Linked DNA regions of Ovis aries: regions 1 and 2 are each linked to region 3. The links are chromatin contacts, called in public Hi-C maps. All regions are on one chromosome and are shown on one strand. The core of a region is the stretch at or near the end of the contact, and the rest is flanking DNA. Distances in the headings are between cores, read along the strand shown. Region 1 overlaps NMNAT2 (nicotinamide nucleotide adenylyltransferase 2). Region 2 has its middle 9.9 kb from the start of TRNAG-UCC. Region 3 holds the start of SMG7 (SMG7 nonsense mediated mRNA decay factor).

Evidence for each region. A called contact is a pair of places that touch in the nucleus more often than the background predicts.
Region 1: a Hi-C map of hypothalamus shows a contact between it and region 3, with 6 times the contacts expected there. The contact joins the enhancer-like site here to the promoter of SMG7 in region 3. A contact is called at or near these places in 4 of 16 Hi-C or Micro-C datasets (hypothalamus, liver, muscle and 1 more).
Region 2: a Hi-C map of tail adipose tissue shows a contact between it and region 3, with 8 times the contacts expected there. The contact joins the enhancer-like site here to the promoter of SMG7 in region 3. A contact is called at or near these places in 15 of 16 Hi-C or Micro-C datasets (blood, hypothalamus, liver and 6 more).

Annotation. Positions count from the first base shown.
Region 1 is chr12:63,760,566-63,763,265 of ARS-UI_Ramb_v3.0, forward strand. All of the region lies in intron 12 of NMNAT2 (nicotinamide nucleotide adenylyltransferase 2), which reads right to left. Among named protein-coding and RNA genes, the nearest start is that of TRNAG-UCC, 96 kb to the right of the region's middle. Within about 2 kb of position 1,361, at least 15 of the 54 cell types and tissues checked have an H3K27ac peak or open chromatin away from gene starts, as enhancers often do. A contact at or near this core is called in hypothalamus and liver, where this site is marked.
Region 2 is chr12:64,096,751-64,099,508 of ARS-UI_Ramb_v3.0, forward strand. No RefSeq gene overlaps it. Among named protein-coding and RNA genes, the nearest start is that of TRNAG-UCC, 9.9 kb to the right of the region's middle. Within about 2 kb of position 1,506, at least 13 of the 54 cell types and tissues checked have an H3K27ac peak or open chromatin away from gene starts, as enhancers often do. A contact at or near this core is called in liver and tail adipose tissue, where this site is marked.
Region 3 is chr12:63,952,473-63,955,450 of ARS-UI_Ramb_v3.0, forward strand. SMG7 (SMG7 nonsense mediated mRNA decay factor) reads left to right here and starts at 1,688. Exons shown (of 22, transcript XM_060396685.1): 1 at 1,688-2,237. The coding sequence starts at 2,209. It overlaps NMNAT2 (nicotinamide nucleotide adenylyltransferase 2), which reads right to left and starts at 2,346. Exons shown (of 16, transcript XM_060396688.1): 1 at 2,071-2,346.

The sequences.
Region 1 (2,700 bases), core at 111-2,610, 190 kb before region 3:
CCCACCAGGCTCCTCTGTCCATGGGATTCTCCAGGCAAGAATACCGGAGTGGGTTGCCATGCTCTCCTCCAGGGAATCTTTGCCAACCCAGGGATCAAACCCAGGTCTCCCTCATTGCAGGAGGATTCTTTACGGTCTGAGCCACCAAGCTCTATCATCAAGGCCTGTGACTGTGGGCATCCTGTCGGAACCAGTGACACAGCCCTAGTCTGAGCCTCCAGAGATCGCTGCCACCCTGGCCCCAGCTCTGCCCTCCTCAGACCCTGTAGCTAGCCCAGGGACCTGCCGAGGACTTTCAGGTGGTGAGCTCGCCCCGGGTGCAGGCTCAGTGGGAGACTGCTGGGCTGAAGAAAGACAGGGTCAACATCTCAGTCCCAGGTCAGCACAGCTCCTCCTCAGGAAGTCCCCTGCAGCACCGGGGTCTTAACACCTAAATATTCCTGCAGCCTCCCACCTCCCCCTCCCCTGTCACACTGTCACCTAATGTTCTGTTTACATCCAGGGAACTTAATAGATCTTTATATACCCAGGGCCTAGCAGAGTGACCTGCGCACAGTAGGTGCTCAGGATGTGTTGAATGATCGAAAGACAGAGAGGCTGGCCACAGAGGCCATGCGGGCAGGCTGTCTCAGAGCCTTCTGGGTACCCCAGGATGGCAGGGCCAGATGGTGACTGTGGCCTTGGCTCTGGCAGCATGGAGGCCCTGGTCATAGTCCGCCTCCAGGATGGCCGAGAGGAGCCAGACTGGGCTGACTCTGGGGTTCCTGATGCTCCCTGTCCCCTGCTCGGAGTCAGAGCCACCCAAAGTTCCAGGTCAGCTCTGTTGAAAGGCTGCAGCTTTATAACCGTGGGCCTAAACCTCTGGTTTGGAGGCCACGTCCAGGAGACATGTTGGCCCTCAGCTTTTTCTACATCAGTGGTTCTCAACCGGGGGCGTCTCCGGTCAGGAGACGTTGTTTTGGTCGTCAAGGCTGGAGAGAGAGGTGTGCTACCGGCACCTAGTGCTGGGAAGGCAGGAACGCTGCTCAAAAGTCCACACGGCACACAGCCAGCCCCCACACCTCAGGGTTACGCCTGTTTCCTATGACAACGGTGGTGTGGTTGAGAAACCCGGCTCTGCAGCCAGGGAAATGAATCTCTTTTCAATTCCGGATCCAGAGACTCACTTTCTCACTCGAGTATAACGTAAGATTATTTTTAAAGCCAAAGCAGAGCAAGTTAAAGCGTGGCGGGGGGCGGGGGGGAGGGGGGGTTCACCTTTGCTTGCAGCACAGGAACGGATGGATTTGTCACAGACCAGAGGCCCCGGCAGGGCTTGGGAATCCCATGTGTGGCCGCTGGAGGGCAGCAGTGGATTCCCTGGTTTACCCTAGCTCACGTTCTCAGCCTGCAAGTCTGGGGCAGGCCTGGTTAACAAAGTGGAAATGGCACCATGGATGCTAACTGAGCTAGGAGAAATGGCTTTTTCCTTCTCGTGAAGCGTGCAAGGGGATTTCAGAAAGAGGAGGTGTGAGCCAAAGGGCCTCACAGGACAGTGGTCTGGGGGCCAGGCTGCTCCTCTGGGTCCCATTTCCTTCCCCAATTCAGGATCCAGGGAGCCAGAGTCAGCCCTCCTCTGTCACACTCTCCTCCCAGGAATCCTGCTTCTGTGAAGTCCCAGGCCCCGAGGCCCTTTCCAGCTCCCATCACACCCTGAGGCAGCCACCACCTGTACCACGCCAGGCCACGAATCCATCCACACAGCTGTGGCCACTCAGCTTTCCTTTCTCTGAGAGAGGGGGTCAGATGGGGCCAAGCTTCACAAGGAATGCTAGGAGCACAGCCACTGCGTTGCCTCTCTGTCCAAGGGGGTACTCCCCAGGCCGCAACCTGATACACGGACCCTGGGTGCTGGGGAGGTGAACGAGGTCCCAGGTGAAGCTGGCTCACATTCTTCCCGGAACAAGGTATGGGAGGAAAATACACACTGGAATACGGTTGAAAGTTTGAAGACTGCTCTGAGCGCGGCTGGTCAAGAAGACTTTGTCCCGAGACAATAGTTCCTGGCCAGGTGCGGAACTGCCAGGCAGGGGGAGTACAAGGCTTTTGGGTGTTTGTGGCTGTGGAACCTGAGGGTGAATGCTCCTGCTGGCTTTGGGGAGCACCCAGAAGTACTCTTTCCTGTGGCCTTCAGACAGCCATGTGCTGGTAAATAAAAACTATTAAAACTTAAGGAATCGAGGAGTTTTTGAGTACTTATCACCTCTGTTTTTAATACAAGGTATTTAACTGCCATGCTTAGCCACTCAGTCATGTCTGACTCTTTGGGACCCCATGGACTGCAGCCAGCCAGGTTCCTCTGTCCGTGGAGATTCTCCAGGTAAGAATACTAGAATGGGTTGCCATGTCCTCCACCAGGGGATCTTCTCAACCCAGGGATAGAACCCAGGTCTCCTGCATCGCAGGTAGATTCTTTACTGTCTGAGCCATCAGGGAAGCCCAAGAATATTGGAGTGGGTAGCCTATCTCTTCTCCAGGGGAACCACATGATCTAGGAATTGAGGGGGTCTCCTGCATTGCAGGTAGTTTCTTTACCAGCTAAGCTACCCAGGAAGCCCATTTAACTGCTACTTAGTATAATTTAATTTTTTTGACTGAGTTTAACAACCAACTGGTAAAATTTCTGAAAATTTTCAAATGGTTCTAGCAGGTCAGTATGAG
Region 2 (2,758 bases), core at 256-2,755, 140 kb after region 3:
AGCAGAAACTAACACAGCATTGTAATGTAATTATACTCCAGTTAAAAAATAAAACACTCTACATGTGATTGGAAGTGATAAAAAGAGCCAGGGCAAAACACAGGAACAACTCCCGTTCCTTTGAAAGTACTCTCTACGTAGTATAGACTGGACACATTCCCAGATGAAAACATCCTCTGCGTAAGGTCTTAGGACTCTAAACAAACGTATTCAGATGGATTCTGCTTTCCTCCAAAATTCAAGTGTTTCAGCCTGTTGGTTGTTCTGATGTGCCATCTTCCATAGACGAAAGGGATTTCTTCTCTTATGGCTGGCTTTCAGCCACCTGACTTCCAATAAGACAGTCTCTACTTAGAACATGAGAAATGACACCTGTCTAGACCACAAGTGATTCTTCTGGGTCCAGTTTGCAAAATCTTGAGCCTGTGTTTGATGATTATGATTGCTCTAACTTCAGAAACGATTTCCATGTAAGTACCAGAGGTGGGGTTTCGCACTTCAGCTGATTACTCCATGCTTCCGTTCACTGAACGCCCATCTGGGGAGATGAAACCCTAGAATCTTAGGTTTATTTGCTCCCTGTAAACTTGAATAAAACCCCATCTGTTACCTTTGACAGTTGGTCCTCCAGTTTAGCTCTTAGAACCAAAGCTCCCATGTCAAGGGTGAACCAGGGGGACGTTTCCACTCGACTGGAGGGCATTGTTAGGCAGGGGTGTGAGGCGGGGAGGGGGCCAGGTGTCCAGGGCTGGATCCAGGCTGTGGAAGCCCTTGTTCATAGTATTTCTTTTTGCTTGACCTATAGCCGGCCAACAGGCAGTTCTCAATGACCTGAATGCTCTCTCCCTCAGCCAGTTCCTGGGAGTCCCTAGAGTCACATTGAGAAATGAGGAAGTAAAAACGGCTGTGGAATGAGCCTCTTTGTCATACTGTTCTCTTTTCCTAATTTGGTCTGGCAGGCCTGGGCACAGGAGCCTGGGAACCATATCTGCCTTGGCAAAGCTAGAAGGGAAATCTAGTGCCTTCTATTTTCCCATTCGGTATCTGAGGTGACATTCTGGATGAAAATCTCCAGAGGACGAGAGCTGAGCTGCAACTATCCAGGCAAGAACACTGGAGTGGGTTGCCATTTCCTTCTCCAATGTGTGAAAGTGAAAAGTGAAAGTGAAGTCGCTCAGTCGTGTCCGACCCTCCGCGACCCCATGGACTGCAGCCTTCCAGGCTCCTCCGTCCATGGCAAGAGTACTGGAGTGGGGTGCCATTGCCTTCCCAGACACATTCAGTATACACCTCGGTATTACCCCTGTGTGTCATCACCAGAGTGCTCCCTTTTTGTAAGAGATGGTGAGTGTAGTCTGGCAACTGGGACAAATACAGCATGGATTTGTGCACAAAATGGTCTGACTTTGTTCTTTTGTTCCTTCCACCCCAGTTCAGACTGCTGGGGCCGAAAGGCTCCACCAAGGAAACTTCCCCGCTCAGAGGCCCTGCAGGGCCCCCTCTGCCTGCTGGGGAAGGAACTTGTCACCATCTGACCTCTGCAAAGTCCCAGATGGGAGTATCAGTGGATCTATTGTAGACTCATCAGTCACATGAATGTCCTGCCCCAGATGAGGAGCTGTATCTTGTGGGAGTATCTCAGGGTCACCCTGCTGCTGTTTGGGCTGAGCTGTGGGTGCAGGCCACAGAGCTGCATTTCCTGATCAAGCACTAGCATGGAGCCACAAAGCAGAATCAGAACCAGACTCAGCTGAGAATAGATCTGAAGTGTTTTATTATTTTTTTTAAGTTTCAACCATGATCATTGACAAATTTTCTTCCTGCTCTCAGATGTTCCCACCATTAATAGGGTCTTGGGTCCCTTCAAAAGTCAATAGACCAATGTGTCCAGGGACTTCACTCTGAATAATGCCCACTGCCAGCTTTGGAAAGTTTGAAATTGGTACGAACTTTCTGAACATCTTGTAATACACTTTGATTCAGCATCCCACTTCTAGAAACCGGTTCTGTTGAAATGTGCACGTATGCAAATATACACCGCCCCCCGCCCTGCCACAGCAGATATAGACAGTGCAGCAATGTTTATAATAAGTATGTGAAAGTGAAAGTTGCTCCATTGTGTCCGACTCTTTGTGACCCCATGGACTATACAGTTCATGGAAATCTCCAGGCCAGAATACTAGAGTGGGTAGCCGTTCCCTTCTCCTAGGGATCTTCCCAACCCAGGGATCGAACCCAGGTCTCCCGCATTACAGGTAGATTCTTTACCAGCTGAGCCACCAGGGAAGCCCAAGAATACTGAAGTGGGTAGCCTACCCCTTCTCCAGTGGATCTTCCTGACCCAGGAATTGAACTGGAGTCTCCTACATTGTAGGCAGATTCTTTACCAACTGAGCTACCAGGAAAGCCCCATAGTAAGTATAATAAGATTTTTTTAAAAGCTAAGCGACCACCAATAGAGTGATGTTTAGATAAATTATGGGATCTGTGTACAGGATGAGGTCGATCTGTGTGGGCTGATATTAAAAGATGGCCAAGCCTAGAAGACCCGAATAGATATTTCTCCAAAGAAGACATACAGATGGCCAATAGGCTCATAAAAAGATGCTCAATGTTGTTAATTATCAGAGAAATGTAAATCAAAAGACAGCGAGGTACCACCACACTCCAGTCAGAACGATCAACATTAAAAAGTTACAAATAACAAATGCTGGAGAGGATGTGGAGAAAAGGAACCTTCCTACAATGTTGGTGGGAA
Region 3 (2,978 bases), core at 438-2,937:
TAATCTCTCCTTGGGATTTAACTTCAAGCAGCTTACACTTTCATTTCCTCCAAACGTACACATAGACATTGGTCCAGTCTTTTAATAGGATTTTGACAGTGGCTCTTCACCCAGCATGAAAGGATCAGGTATCCCAAGTCAAAAGAAAATAGCCCCTTAAAATTCTGATTTTAACCATGAAATGAGGCCGGCATTCCTAGGGGGTTTACCCGTTACACATCCTAAAGTACTTTGGGACAGCTCCATAATACCAATGGAAAATATAATTTGTAAAATGCTAAATAATTCTTTCAAATCACTAGGATACAACTTCTCCAGGTACTTCCACACTCCATATTATGAAGAACCCATTCGTTGCTGTGTTTTTTTCTTTTTTGCCTCAAACCTGAGATAAATAAAATACACATAATAACCATTCAAAAAGATTGGGTCTAAGAATGAAAATCCATTTCCTAGAAACCTTTCATTGGAACTTCACGCAAGTATCTGTTTTTCTTGACACTATCTTACCCAATGCGTTCCTCTGCAACCCAAAAGATACATAGTGACGAGTTCTAAAACACTGCAGACACGCGACAGAAGGAAATTTGAAGAGGAGAAAGGAAATGGGACGTCTGCTTTTGATAAGCAAGGGGGACTCCCACTGGCGGGAGGGGTGCCTCTCCGAGGGATGGCGGCCCTGAACTTCGCACCGTGTCCCCTGCCCTAAGTGCTGGAAAAACCACTTGTCAGCCTTCCAAGATGAGTTCCCACCCCCACTCCGGCCTCCTCGTGGCAGGAGATGGCTCGTGAAGGCCGCGCGGGGAACTCCCGAGGAGGCTCCGTGGCCGAGTGCGATTGTGGGGTGGGGTCTGGGGGATTTCTGTGAGGGGCCGACCGCTGGGGAAAGTCGGATGTCCCAGTCGGCAGACGAGGGATCTCGGCAGTCGTGTGCCGTTCTCCTCCCTCAGGGACCCCGTCCTGGCGGGACCCCGCCTCCCAGAACTCTCCCGGTGATGGGGAAACCCCTGGCCCGCCTCGCAGCCTAGCGCCGCCGCCTCGCACAGTCGGCTCCAGCCCACCGCCCACCAGCCTTCAGGCCCGGCATCTTTTTCGTAGGCCCGGCCCTCCCCGCGTCCGTCATGGAGAGGAAAACTATGGAGGCGGTTCCCGCCCGCAGGCGGGTGGAAAAGCCCGTGGTGAATGCCTCGGGATCTCCCCCATCGCTGCGGGAAAGGGAAAGGGAGGAGAACATGAACCTCACTGCTCTGGAGAACTACCCGATTCCCAACCTGGGGGAGGCCTTTAAGATGGAAGGGAAGCCGAGGGGAAACCCTAGGCACTTTTCGGGGAATCCACTAAGTCAAGGGAGGGTCATTCAGCCTGCACACATTGGTTACTATGACAATACAGCTACAGCCTCCAGTTGCCTTGGCAGCTGCTTATCCAATCCGATTGGTTTCTTTTCTCTCCATCCCTGGGCTCCACCCTAACCTCTCCAACTGTGTCCCTGCGTGCAGAGGGAGGGGCCCCAGAAAAGAGGAGGGGGTCCTTAGCGTCACTTTAGGGCGCGAGGCCGGACCGGAGACGAGGGACTGGGGGGCCGGAACTGTAAGAGGAAGAGGCGGCGTTTCCGGTCGGGAAGAGTGGAGGAAAGGAAAAAAGGAAGAGCGAAATCGGACGGAGTGGAAAGACGGGGGAAGACTTTGAGTGTAACTCCCGATTGATTTGGGCTCGATGTTCCCGCTGAGGCTGGGGTTGCCCCCTCGCGCGGGAGGAGAGGGGTGGGTTGGCCGGAAGCCGCCAAGCGCCTCCACTGGGCCACTCAGCAGCCGCACAGGCGCGGCACGGCTAACTGATCCCAAGAGCGAGCGCTACAGAGAGGCGGAAATCACCCGGAGGGACCGGCGCCGCTGAAATCTCGCGAGAGACCCCCCCCCCACTTCCTTCCTCTGCTGTCCCTCTTCCCCCCGCCCCCATCCCTTCTCCCTTTCCCTCCCCCCTTCCCGGGTCGGAGTGTCCCTGCGCCCCAAGGGCCGGAGCAGCAGCGAGAGCAGCTTTCCCCGCTCCCTCCCCCCTCGCCTCACTCACCCCCACCCCCCCGCCGAGCGAGGAGGAGCCGGAGGAGAGGAAGATGGCGGCGGCCGCCAGCACCCGTGGTGCCGCGGGGCCGCTCCGAGGAGCCTGAGAGACGCGCAGAGGCTTCGCGGGAAGACGCGGCGGCGGAGGATGAGCCTGCAGAGCGCGCAGTATCTCCGGTGAGTGTGGGGGCCGGCCCAGTACGGAGCGGGGGAGCGGGCCGAAGGTTGGGGGCACGGAGCAACAGACACAGAGGTGGTACGTCCGGGGTGGCGGGGGAGTTGCTGTGTCCTCTCTTTTCCCGGTTGGGAGGCGGGGGCTGCGAGAGGCTCGGCGGGAGGGGGCGGAGCGGGCACGCACTTGGGTACCTATCCCCCTCCGCGGGCCGGGCTGAGTTCCCGCGGAGCTGGCTGGTCTCGGTGCGGGGAAGGAGGTTAGGGAAGCGTGAGAACGTGTGTGTGTGCGCGCGCGCCCGGGGCTCGCTGGCGAGTCGGGGCGGGGAGGCGCCCGGGGAGGCGGCGGCGACCCCGAATAGAGGTGGGTGTGGAGGAGTCTGATCCCTGCGGTGGGGGAACGTGGTGTGGTGGTGGGGCTGGAGCGATGGCTGGGGAGAAGGCCAGGTGGAAGTCTGCACACCTGGGGTGTGGGGGGAGGCCTAGAGGAGGGGTACGCCGCCGGAAACTGGAGTTTGTTCATCGTTCTGGGGTTGGAAGTACTGAGAAATAATGTCATCTGTAGTTAGTTGCTGGGGTGAGGGTAGGGGGCATAAAGAAGGGAATGGATGAGGAAGTGAAGAAAAAGGGAGGTACTACAGCCGGGGTTGGATCCCCCAGAAGAAACTGGGTTAGAATCCGTCGGAAGATACCATTCGGAGAGTCGTGTAGATCCATTAAGAGTGGTGTAAAGAACTTGTATGTCGA